Linked DNA regions of Sus scrofa: all the other regions are linked to region 3. A link is a contact called in public HiChIP or PLAC-seq data. All regions are on one chromosome and are shown on one strand. Each heading gives the region's core, a stretch centred on a gene start, on an enhancer-like site or on the middle of the called end of the contact. The rest is flanking DNA. Distances are from core to core; before and after follow the strand shown. Region 1 holds the start of PANK2 (pantothenate kinase 2, mitochondrial). Region 2 holds the start of ATRN (attractin). Region 3 holds the start of SIGLEC1 (sialic acid binding Ig like lectin 1).

What was found. HiChIP or PLAC-seq counts read pairs in DNA pulled down with a chosen protein or histone mark.
Region 1: a contact with region 3 is called in an H3K27ac HiChIP or PLAC-seq map of alveolar macrophages. The contact joins the promoter of PANK2 here to the promoter of SIGLEC1 in region 3. A contact is called at or near these places in 1 of 47 Hi-C or Micro-C datasets (fetal heart ventricle) and 1 of 2 datasets of contacts at active chromatin or transcription factors (alveolar macrophages).
Region 2: a contact with region 3 is called in an H3K27ac HiChIP or PLAC-seq map of alveolar macrophages. The contact joins the promoter of ATRN here to the promoter of SIGLEC1 in region 3. A contact is called at or near these places in 2 of 2 datasets of contacts at active chromatin or transcription factors (alveolar macrophages and skeletal muscle).

What each region holds. Positions count from the first base shown.
Region 1 is chr17:31,842,267-31,846,549 of Sscrofa11.1, forward strand. It overlaps PANK2 (pantothenate kinase 2, mitochondrial), which reads right to left and starts at 2,035. Exons shown (of 7, transcript XM_021078060.1): 1 at 1,876-2,035.
Region 2 is chr17:32,238,146-32,242,094 of Sscrofa11.1, forward strand. ATRN (attractin) reads right to left here and starts at 1,427. Exons shown (of 30, transcript XM_021077392.1): 1 at 918-1,427. The coding sequence starts at 1,288.
Region 3 is chr17:31,998,343-32,002,188 of Sscrofa11.1, forward strand. SIGLEC1 (sialic acid binding Ig like lectin 1) reads left to right here and starts at 2,385. Exons shown (of 21, transcript NM_214346.1): 1 at 2,385-2,433; 2 at 2,724-3,083; 3 at 3,352-3,648. The coding sequence starts at 2,385.

The DNA of each region.
Region 1 (4,283 bases), core at 785-3,284, 160 kb before region 3:
ACCGCAGCCACAGCATATGGAGGTTCCTAGCCTAGGGGTCTAATCAGAGCTGTCGCCTCTGGCCTACACCACAGCCACAGCAACTCGGGATCCGAGCCGCGTCTGCAACCTACACCACAGCTCACGGCAACGCCGGATCCTTAACCCACTGAGCGAGGCCAGGGATCGAAACCACAACCCCATGGTTCCTAGTGGGAATCATTAACCACGGAGTCACGACGGGAACTCCTCTAGGGTTTCATATAAATGGAATAATTCAGTAATACTTTTTTGAGTCTAAATTCTTTTTCTCAGCATAATGGGGTTTTGTTGTTGTTGTTGTTTGTTTTGTTTTTTGGTCTTTTCTAGGGCCGCTCCTGTGGCATATGGAGGTTCCCAGGCTAGGGGTCTAATCAGAGCTGTAGCCACCGGCCTACACCACAGTTCATGGCAACGCCGGATCCCTAACCCACTGAGCAAGGCCAGGAATCAAACCTGCAACCTGGAGTTCCCGTTGTGGCACAGTGGTTAACAAATCCGACTAGGAACCATGAGGTTGCGGGTTCGGTCCCTGGCCTTGCTCAGTGGGTTAACGATCCGGCGTTGCCATGAGCTGTGGTGTGGGTTGCAGACTCGGCTCGGATCCTGCGTTGCTGAGGCTCTGGCATAGGCCGGTGGCTGCAGCTCCGATTAGACCCCTAGCCTGGGAACCTCCATATGCCGCGGGAGTGGCCCAAAGAAATAGCAAAAAGACAAAAAAAAAAAAAAAAAAAAACCTGCAACCTCATGATTCCTAGTTGGAATCGTTAACCACTGGGCCACGACAGGAACTCCCTCAGCATAATGTTTTTGAGATTCATTTCACGTTGTTGCTGTATCGGTAGTTTGTTCATTTTTATTGTTGAGTTATACTCCATACATAGAAATACCTTGCTTTGGTTTTTCACCATCTGGTGGACTTTTGGATTGTTTCCAGTTATTGGCTACTGCAAACAAAACTGCAGTGAAATTTGTGTACAAGTTCTTTTGTGAACATATGATTTCATCTCTAGGAATGGGTCATATGGTAAATGTTTATAAGAAACTTTCCCTCATTTATTACTTATTTATTTATTTTGTCACTTGCCCAGAGGACCTAACACATGCTTTTTTTTTTTTTTTTTTTTTAGGGCAACACCTGTGGCATACGGAGATTCCCAGGCTAGGGGTCTAAGTGGAGCTACAGCTGCCAGCCTACACCACAGCCACTTAGGATCTGAGCCGCATCTTCGATCTACACCACAGCTCACAGCAGTGCCGGATCCTTAACCTGCTGAGTGAAGCCAGGGATCGAACCTGCAACCTCATGGTTCCTAGTCAGATTCGTTTCCCCTGCACCTCAATAGGAACACTCTCTCTCTCTCTCTCTCTCTCTCTCTCCCCCCTCTTTCTCTCTCTCCTCCTCTCCCCCTCCCCCCTCCCCCTCTCCCCCCTCCCTTTTTTTTAAATGGCCACACCTGCTACCTATGGAACTTCCCAGGCCAGGGATTGAATCTGAGCCACAGCTGCGACCAATGCCGCAACTATGGAAATGCTGATCCTTGAACCCACTGTGCTGGTCCGGGGAAAAAACGCGCACCTCTGTGGCAAACTGAGTCATCGCAGTCAGATTCTTAACCCATTGCACCACAGCAGGAGCTCCTAGAATATGCTCTTAATAAATATTTTTGACTATCTGAACAGAAGAAAAATCAGATTGGCCCCTGTCTGAAATATCTTGTATTTGAAATCAAAGATCTCCAAATGAATGAAGGCTTAACTATAAAACCCCAAAGGAATCAATTAATTTGTTTAAAAAAAAAATCTCTTCCAAAACACCTCTCAGTACTGAAAGATGAAGTATGCAGAGTGACTTACCTCTCCCGGAGACTGCAAAAGTCTGAAGTTCTGGGAAGCTACAGATAAACCAGACAGACTCAACGAGCCAGTGAGCTCCTGTCACATGCACAGCTATCCCATGGCACTGGGCTGTTCCTAAGCATGGCCAGAGAAGGCGGCTGCCCATGGAGTACAAGATACCCGCCTCCCCAGAGGAGGAGGAATATATTATCTGATTGGTGAATCTGAAAGTAGGAACTGGGCATGCTTGGCTGGGCCCTAACTTCCTCCCCTGTGGGTGTCAGGAGCTTGTTTGCTTTCTGCTCTGCTACCTGCCATCTAGCGGAGGCCAGCTCCTGGGGAATGAGGGGCCTGACATATCCAGAACCACTGTGAGCAGGTGGATGGTGGACAAGACTGTCAGGATCAAGGCTTGAGCACTCAGCCATAGACCTAAATCCAAATTCTTCAACCACCTCGAGAAGTTTAGAAACGTTTTGGTCCAAAGGAGTGTGGTGCTTTGGGCCTGTAAACCCAACACTCTATTCTTCTTAGTGTTTCTGGGACTTACCTCAAGGAGAAAAACAGCTGGGTTGTAAACAGCTGGGTTGTAAACACCTTGACAAAAAGAGCTGTGACCTTATCATCTTTATACACTCTCCCCCAGCCCGATAGATATGTGATCAACACATAGTAGGCCATCAAATATAATACCAGAACTCACTCCAGACAATTATAGCAGGGCTGTAATACGGCACCAGGCTACTCTCGGAAGTCACCTGAGGCTAATCAACTCCTGCCCAGGAGCCAGCTTGATAAGGATCAGGTTAGTGATGCTGGAAGAACCCCTCAGAACAAGCAGGCTTTGGGGACAGTACTTCACAGGCCAGGCTGCACCCAGGAATCCCCTGAGGAACTTTGGTGGGGGAAACAGAGCCAGGCTACATCTCAGACAAATGCAGTTGGCATCTCTTAGGGTGGAAGTCAGGCATGAGTAGTGTTTAATACTCCCCAGGTGATTCCAAGGTGCAGTCAAGATTGACAAACCAGACTAGCTTTGCTTTGATATAATGAGCAGTTTGTAAGAAATGAAGACTCTCAGGCCTCACCCCAGACCCACCCTATCTGCATTTATAGGGATTCATATATGCACTAAAGTTTGAGACACACTGGTTTTGTTTTCTTTTGTTTTTATGGCCTGCACATAGCATACAGAAGTTGCCAGACCAGATATCAAACCCACACCACAGCAGCAACCAGAGTCACAGAAGTGACAATGCTGAGTCCTTAACTCACGGAGCCACTAAGGAACTCCAACACACACTAATTTAGAATATAGGCTCTTGGGAGTTCCCACTGTGGTGCAGAGTGTTAAGAATAAAACTGCAGTGGCTCGGGTCACAGCTGTGGCTCAGATTCAATCCCTGGCCTTGAAACTTCCATGTGCCACAGGTGCAGCCTTAAAAAAAAAAAAAAAAAAGAATAAAGGCTTTGGAGTCAGTCGAAACTTTTCAAATCCTGGCTGCACCAGCTGAGTGATTTAAGGACAGCTGTTTAACCTAGCTAAACCTCATTTGACAGCAGGTCAATTAAATAGTGGATAACTACACAGCCATCAAAAGGAAATTGTAGGAATTCCTGGTGTGGCTCAGCGGAAATGAATCTGACTAGTATCCATGAGGACACAGGCTTGATACCTGGCCTCGCTCAGTGGGTTAAGGATCCAGTGATGCCATGAGCTGTGGTGTAGGCTGAAGACACAGCTTGGATCTGGCATTGCTGTGGCTGTGGCATAGGCTGGCAGCTACAGTTCTGATTCCACCCCTAGCCTGGGAACCTCCATTTGCCACGAGTGCAGCCCTAAAAAAAAAAAGATAAAAACTTTTGGAGTTCCCACTGTGGCTCAATGGGATCTGCATTGTCACTGGAATGCTAGGATGCAGGTTCGATACTCATCCTGGCACAATGGGTTAAGGATCTGGTACTGTTGCAGCTGCCAAGTAGGTTGCAACTACAGTTTGGATCTAATCCCTGGCTCATGTGCTTGCTGAGGGGCCACCAAAAAAAAAAAAAAAAAAAAAAAAAAGAGTTCCCTTTGTGGCTCAGCAGGTTAAGGATCCGACAGAGTATCTGTGGGGATGTGTGTTCAATCCTTGACTTCACTCAGTGGGTTAAGGATCCAGCATTGCTGCAAGCTGCAGCATAGGTCGAAGATGTGGCTCAGATCTGGTGTTGTCATGGCTATGGTATAGGCTGCATAGCTTGGGAACTTCCCTATGCCATTGAGTAGCCATTAAAAAAAAAAAGTTTAAATTACCCCCTGGGCCGTAGGGGATAATTATATAGAGAGCAATTAGTATTGTTTCTGGCACATAGTAAGTACTTAACAAATATCAGCTATTTTTATTTCTTTGTTGCACAGTTACTATACAGTAGATCAGAGAAAT
Region 2 (3,949 bases), core at 177-2,676, 240 kb after region 3:
CCACGTCGGACATCAAAAATGCCCAGTGAACATCTGCCAAAGGCATGAATGACTTTGTGGTCCTTATGATTAGAGTCATCTATGAACCTATCTTTCTCGACCTATGTTCCAAACACCTTGTGGACTAGGCTAAAGTCTGCCTAATCTATCTGTCTGTGTGTATTATCCAGAAATCCTTGCACGACTAAAGCAAATAATAGCTAACTACCAATTAATTAATGGCGAGGTCCTGCCCTAAACCAGACCAACTCAGAACTCCATATTCTCCAGAAACCAGGGCAAATAAGAACCTCCTTCCATGTGCTCCCCACGACAGACCCTGGTCCAATCCGCCTCCTCCGGTGAGCTTCTAAAGGCTACTTTCCTCACTTTCCTTTAGCCAAGAATCACTACTTCTTCTATATCTAATATCTCACAATCCTACCCTTTTCCCTTCTATCTCCAAACAACAAATCTCTTCCAGGGCCCTGTTTCTTCAAAGTACCCCACAGACTGGAGTATCTCTAACCAGTCAGGCAACTCATCAGGCCCTAGAGAACTAGGGGATGTTCTTTTGAAGTGTTTAAGGAAGACTGGCTCTCTCACCTTTTCTTTTATACCTCATTTACGAAGAAGCCCGACTGGCTTTGATAATCCTCGGGACCCTAAGCTTTCCACTCATGTAGACCGCCGCACCCAAACCCCTTTGGGGAGCCCCCACCCTCGCCTTGAACCTTTTCATCTTCTAGTACAGGAAGACCCCAGGCCAGAGAAGATGATCTCCCCGGAAGCAAATGGTCCTCAAACACCATGGGGCGGCCGTACCCTCCCCACTTTCCGTCTGGCATGCGCCCCCAGCCTGGGGCCATCTCCAGCCCCCTTGGCCTCAGCCTCTGGCTGGGCCCTACCCTCCAACACCGCACATTACCCCCACTCACCTGAAGCGGCCCCCGCAGTGCTGGCATTGCTCGCCCACCCAGCCGGCGGGGCAGACGCACTGGCCGGTGCCAGGGTTGCAGCGGCCGCCGTTGACACAAGGCCGGTCACATTCCTTGGCCTCGGCTGCAGCTGAGCCCGACACCGCTGCCGCTGCCGCCGCGGCCTCAGCCACCCAGGGAAGCAGCAGCAGCGGCGGGAGCAGCAGCAGCAGCAGCCACCGCGAGAGGCGCAGCCCGGCCCCCAGCCCCGGCCTCCCGGCCCCAGTTGTGTCCCAGTCCTGGCGCCGCCTGTCGTTCCTGCTCGCGGGCGCTGTAGTCTCCGCCGTCCTCCTCTTCAGCTTCGCCTCAGTCGCCGCCGCCGCCGCCACCATCTTCCCGGGGCAGAGAGTGTGCCCCGCGAACACATACACACACGCGCGCGCACACACACACACACACGGACACAGACACACACACACACCGCACGGCCGGCTCAGCTTCGCCTGGCCGTGCGGGGCGGGGCTGGGCGGACGGTGGCTCTGGGCGGCCAATCTTGAGGGCGGGGCCAGGACTGCGCGGGAGGCGGGGCCGGCGCGTCCGTGCGTGGGCGGGGCGCAGAGAGCAGGCTGCCATCCTCCAGCGCGCGCGGCCCTGGAAGAGGGTCTCTAGCTGGAGATTTGAGGTTGGCCAAAGCGTCCCAGGCTTTGATACCGACCCGGGCGCCCTAGCGCTCTAGTTTTATCCCTTCGCTCGGCTCGGCGGCATCTGGGTAGACATCCTGAAGCTCCCTCTTCCCTTTGGTTGCCTGGGAGCCTATCGCTCTTCTAGCCAACCCCGCGGAGTTGAGCGCTACCTTCCAGAGACGCCGGCGCCCATCAGCTCTCTACCCCAACACTGCTGCCAAGCAGAAAGGTCCTAGGAGTCGCGGTGTAGTGCTTGATGCGGTGACATAGGAGTGCTGCGATCGAGCCTCTGCTTTCTCCTCTAATACAGGGTTAACAAGTAACACGTGTCTTAAGAACCCAACGCATAGGCTATACTCAGTAAATGCCTAAGACTGAAGCTACATAGCCCGGCCTCCCTTGATACAGACTGATTCAGTATTAGAACAGACCCCCACACACACCTTTAATTCTGTAGAGGAAGTTTGGGATTTAATTGCTCCCCACTATTTGCGCTCCAGTCATCTCTGAAGAAAGGGCAGCATAAAATTAGGAACCGAAGCATCCTACCCACCCACCCCGCCACAGCCCCTAGAGCCCCTCTTGTCAGGTAGTTACTTTGTTGACCTCCAATGAAACGTGCCTCCTGGCAGTATAAGCTTGTGTGGTTCTCCACCCTGAAATCTGGACTGGGCCTTTGACTCAACTTACCCAAAGAAGAATCTGGGGGAAATGATGATGTGCTGGTTTCAGGTCTGAGCCTTAAGAACACCTGGCAATCTTGATTCTGAGCTCTTGATAAAACTGGGCTGCATCTGCTCTTCCATCTTGCTGTAAGAGATCACATGGAGTTCTCCAGTTATCACAGAGAACTGAGATCCCAGACACAAGAACCAGGTGCACCCATCCAGGTGAGGAACCAAGTCATTGAGGGAAGAAGCCCTGCCATCTGAGCTGTTCCACATTACCTAGAATGGAGACAAGTCTTTCCTACTATGCCTTATCCAAAATCCTGAGAAATTAAAATCCAGCTGCTATTTTATGTCTGCAAAGTTTAGAGAGTTTTGCCAGAACCTTGTCTGACATAAGCCTTGTGTTGTGAGGAATAACCCTATGGCAGCTAGGGATGTTTGGGCACCTTGCAATCCCTGGAAAATAAAGAAAGGCCCTCTTTTACCTCAGAGCACAGAATTCTAAGATTCTAGGATGTAACCAGGTTCTGATCTTCCTCCTTCTGCATCCTCTTCAAGCCTGGTGAAGCTGAACTACACACAGCCCGCTCTCCACCCTCCACCTACGTGAAACCTTTTGTTCCACCAAGGCCCTAGCACTGGCATTCTGGTTTGCAGGTTGTGTTTTTGCTGTGGTGTCTTACATGAGGCTGTGCAGGGTGAGAAAGGAAAATGGAGCACATGGCCCTAACATGGGGCAGACTGACATGGAGCCAATCTCTGGCTTCAGAAAGCACTGCTCTTCCAGACCAGAAGCGGAACCAGCCTATCCTGCCATTCCCCACAGCAAAAGTGAGCCCAGGCTGAGAAGTTTCACATGACTTCACCAATGCTCAAGGATAACAGGAAATGGCTTGCATCTACGCAACAGCAGTATGGCTGCTCTCCAAAGCTCTCAAGCAGCAAACATTCTTTTTCTTACTGCCTTAATCCACTCCCTTCACTGGTTCTTTTTCCTTAGCCTTCAAACATGCTCAAATCATCTTGTCCTTAAAAAACAAACAAAATCTTTTCTTATGAAGGGAAGTATTGGCATTTCCTTTCTCATTTACTGTTGTTGTCAGAGTCTGCTACACTTTCTATTTCTGCATGCTGCATCAAAGATGGCTACAAATTCTTTAACCTTCCTTCCATGGAGAGGTGGGAATGAACCCCGAACTCCTTGAATCTGGGGTGGTCTTAGTGATTTGCTTAACCAGTGGACTATGGTGGAAGTGATGGGCTGAGACTTTTGAGTCTAGGTCATAGGAAGTTTTGCAGCTTCCTCCTGAGTGTCTCGAAACACTTGCTCTGGGGAAATCGGGCTGCCTTAAAAGAAGTCTAGCTACTCTGAGGCTACATGCTATGGGGAAGTCAATCCCCAGCCATTTAGATCTTCCTAGTTGAGGTCCTAGACACTCATGAAGCAGAAGAATGTGATCTGTGCTGAACCTACCCCAGACTGCAGGTACATAAGCAAAATAAATGAGTTTAAGCCACTAAATGTGTTACACAGCAATAGATTACAGAATACTCTGTAACTTGCTTCCTCCAAGTCTTATGAGGTAAACTTGATTAAGAATTGATCAACAGGAGTTCCCATTGTGGCGCAGTGGTTAACGAATCCGACTAGGAACCATGAGGTTGCGGGTTCGGTCCCTGCCCTTGCTCAGTGGGTTAA
Region 3 (3,846 bases), core at 1,135-3,634:
TAGTCAGGTTTGTTAACCACTGAGCCACGAAAGGAAGTCCAGAATTTATTCCTTCTTATGGCTGAATAATATTCTATTGCATGGACATACCACATTTAAAAAAATCCATTCGTCTGTGGATGGACACTCGGAAACACTAAATGGTTCCACAGGAGCTGCATCATTTTACATTCCCACCAACAGTACACGAATCTTCCATTTTTCCACAGCCTCGCTGACATGTGTTATTTTCTGGTTTTGTTTGTTTGTTTTTTACAGTCATTCTAATGGGTATGAAGTGGTAGCTTATTGTGGTTTTGATTTGCTGGTGACTAATGATGTTGAGCATCTTTTCATGGGTTTATCCGCCATTTGTACGTCATCTTGGAGAAATGTCTATACAAATCTGTAGCCTATTTTTTGAATTTGGGTTGTTTGGGTTTTTTAGTTGTTGAATTGTAGCAGTTCTTTACATATTCCAAATGGTAATCCCTTATCAGATATTTGGATTTTTTTTTTTTTTTTTTTTTTTAGGGCTGCAGGTGCAGCATATGGAAGTTCCCAGGCTAGTGGTTGAATCAGAGCTACAGATGCCGGCCTATGCTACAGCCACAGCACCACCAGATCTGAACCATATCTGTGACCTGCACCACAGCTCATGGCAATGCCAGATCCTTAACCCACCGAGTGAGGCCAGGGATTGAACCTGCATTCTCATGGATACCAATTGGGTTTGTTTCCACTGAGCCACAATGGAAACTCCCTTTATCAGATGTATGATGTGCACGTATTTTTGCCCATTCTGTGGGTTGGCTTTTCACTCTCCTGATATTGTCTTTTTTTTTTTTTTTTTTTTTTTTTTGTCTTTTTGCCTTTTCTAGGGCCACTCCTGTGGCATATGAAGGTTCCCAGGCTAGGGGTCTAATCAGAGCTGTAGCCACCGGCCTACGCCAGAGCCACAGCCATGTGGGATCCGAGCCACATCTTCGACCTACACCACAGCTCATGGCAACGCCAGATCCTCAACCCACTGAGTGAGGCCAGGGATCAAACCCGCAACCTCATGGTTCCTATTCGGATTCGTTAACCACTGAGCCACGACAGGAGCTCCCTGATAGTGTCCTTTGATGCAAAAAGATTTTCATTTTGATTCAGTTCAGTTTATCTGTTTTTTCTTTTGTTGCTTGTGTTCTTAGTGTCATACTTAAGAAATCATTGCCTGAAGTTAGGTCATGAAGATTTTCACCCATTTTCTTCTAAGAGTTTTATAGTTTCTGTTATTTGTGTTTCTGGCATCTCTCCCCTTTGGATTCACATCTGTGTCCCCATCCCCATCAGGGGCACTCCATGGTGGAGGGCCTGCCCTCTTGTGCATAGTATACAGTAGGCTTTCAACTCATGTTTGTGGGATATGTGTTGGGCAGGGTCCTTGTGCTCCCTGCCACACCTAGACTTGCCCCGTCATCAACTTTAAATCCCCAAGAACCACACCCCTCTCTTGCCTGCCACTGAAAGGCCTGGGGGTGCTCTGCCCTGCTGCAGGACAATGTCCTCAGTTCCAGGTCTTGAGAAGTGGGTGCTCACCAGGGACAAGGCAACCACAGAGATGGTTCTGGATTGACTAGAGACCCCAAAAGGGACGTTTCACCTGGAAGCCACCTTGAAGACTGAATGAGATTTCAGCAAGAAAAGATCATTTTTGGTGATGCCAGACCTGGCCAGCTGGAGAGCCCATGGGCAGACAGGACTGGCCCCAGAGTGAGACTGGTCCTAGGGCGAACCCAGGGGGAGCAGGGAATGGGGCAGAGCTCAGAGTAGGAAAGGGGGACCTTTCAGGGATGCACTGGGAACCCCATCTCATGGGAAATGGGGAGCCACAGAAGGTTTTCAAGCAGGGGAGGGACTCAAAGGCAGCACTTTGGTATGTGCTCAGCTCTATAGCTGGTAAGGCTGCTGATAGGGAGCAAGTCTCAAACAAGAAAGCATCATGTGTGCTGGATGCCTTGGAGTAAGTCGCTGGGCCTCTCTGGGCTCCCATTTCTGTTAACTTGGGTGCAGAGACAGGGCAGGGAAGTGGGGAAAGAGAAACAGCTATTTATCCTTGAGGGGCTGGGAAAGCAGAACTTAGGGTGTGGCCAAGTGACAGAGGACTTTCTGGGGCATGCCATCAAGTGAAGGCATTCCTAGGCACAGCCTGAGCTGGGGAAGTGGGCTCCTGGCTCCCTGCTGGCAGCTGCCCTGCCCTCTCACTGGGTTGGCCAGCGTAGCACGTGGGGAAACAGGACTGGGTTCCCAGCAGGCTCTGAGACCCAGGTACCCTGAGGTTCCCCAGGAGGCTCCCGTGTGCCCTGCCAGCCCACTGTGTGCCACCCTCTTAGGCTCCAGAAGCAGCGCCAGAACCTGCTATGGACTTCCTGCTCCTGCTCCTCCTCCTGGCTTCATCTGCTCTAGCAGGTAAGTTGTTCTGGCTTTTTTCTTCTCACAGGGCCTGGCTCAGCAAGGCCAGCCCTTGGCTGGCCTGGGCACACTGGACTGTATCTGGTCACAGGTTTAGCTGCTGAGGTTGAAGAAGGGCATGGGGAAGCAGTGACAGGGAGCCATGACCCTCCCTGGGGTGCCCCGTGGGGCTGCATTGCTGAGGACACGGCAGGGTTCGGGGGCCCATCTGGAGCACCTCCTATGTGACAGATCAGGAGGTGACCCTGGCCTGCATCACACTCCACCCTGTCCTGTCCCTCCCTCAGGCCTGGCCTCGTGGACGGTTTCCAGCCCCGAGACCGTGCAGGGCATCAAGGGCTCCTGCCTCATCATCCCCTGCACCTTCGGCTTCCCGGCCAACGTGGAGGTGCCCCATGGCATCACAGCCATCTGGTACTATGACTACTCAGGCAAGCGCCTGGTAGTGAGCCACTCCAGGAACCCAAAGGTGGTGGAGAACCACTTCCAAGGCCGGGCCCTGCTGTTGGGGCAGGTTGAGCAGAGGACGTGCAGCCTGCTGCTGAAGGACCTGCAGCCCCAGGACTCGGGCTCCTATAACTTCCGCTTTGAGATCAGCGAGGGCAACCGCTGGTCAGATGTCAAAGGCACAGTTGTCACCGTGACAGGTGAGGAGCAGGGTGGCCCAGCCACTGCCTGGGCTCCCAGGCCACCCCTGGCCCCACTGGCTCACAGTTCCCATCCTGGTCTGAAAGCCAACCCCAGCCCCAATCTTGGCCGCAGTTCCAGTCCTAGCCCTGTGCCCCCTGGCATTCGCCCCTGTGAACTACTTGCATTCTCCTTCTCCTTGAAGCTCCAGCCTGGAGCCAGGGTTTCCAAGGCAGGAGGGCTCAGGTGTGGTGAACGGGAGTCCCCAGCCTCCTCTCTCATCCTTAGAGGTGCCCAGCGTGCCCACCATTGCCTTGCCAGCCAAGCTGCATGAGGGCATGGAGGTGGACTTCAACTGCTCCACTCCCTATGTGTGCCCGACGGAGCCGGTCAACCTACAGTGGCAAGGCCAGGATCCCACCCGCTCCGTCACCTCCCACCTCCAGAAGCTTGAGCCCTCGGGCACCAGCCACATGGAGACCCTGCACATGGCCCTGTCCTGGCAGGACCATGGCCGGATCCTGAGCTGCCAGGTCTCAGCAGCCGAACGCAGGATGCAGAAGGAGATTCACCTCCAAGTGCAGTGTGAGTGCACAGGGATGGGGGGACATGCCCTTCCCACTTTGGTGGGGCAGGTGGAGAGTGTTAAGCCCTAAGCACCACGGTGAAAGTCTCCCTTTCATCTCCTGAACCTGCAGCCAGGCTGGGCTGAGAACGGGAGACAGAAAAACCAGAGAATTTGGAGTCTGGCAACAGGGGCCCTGGGATTTAGCCCAGCTCTGG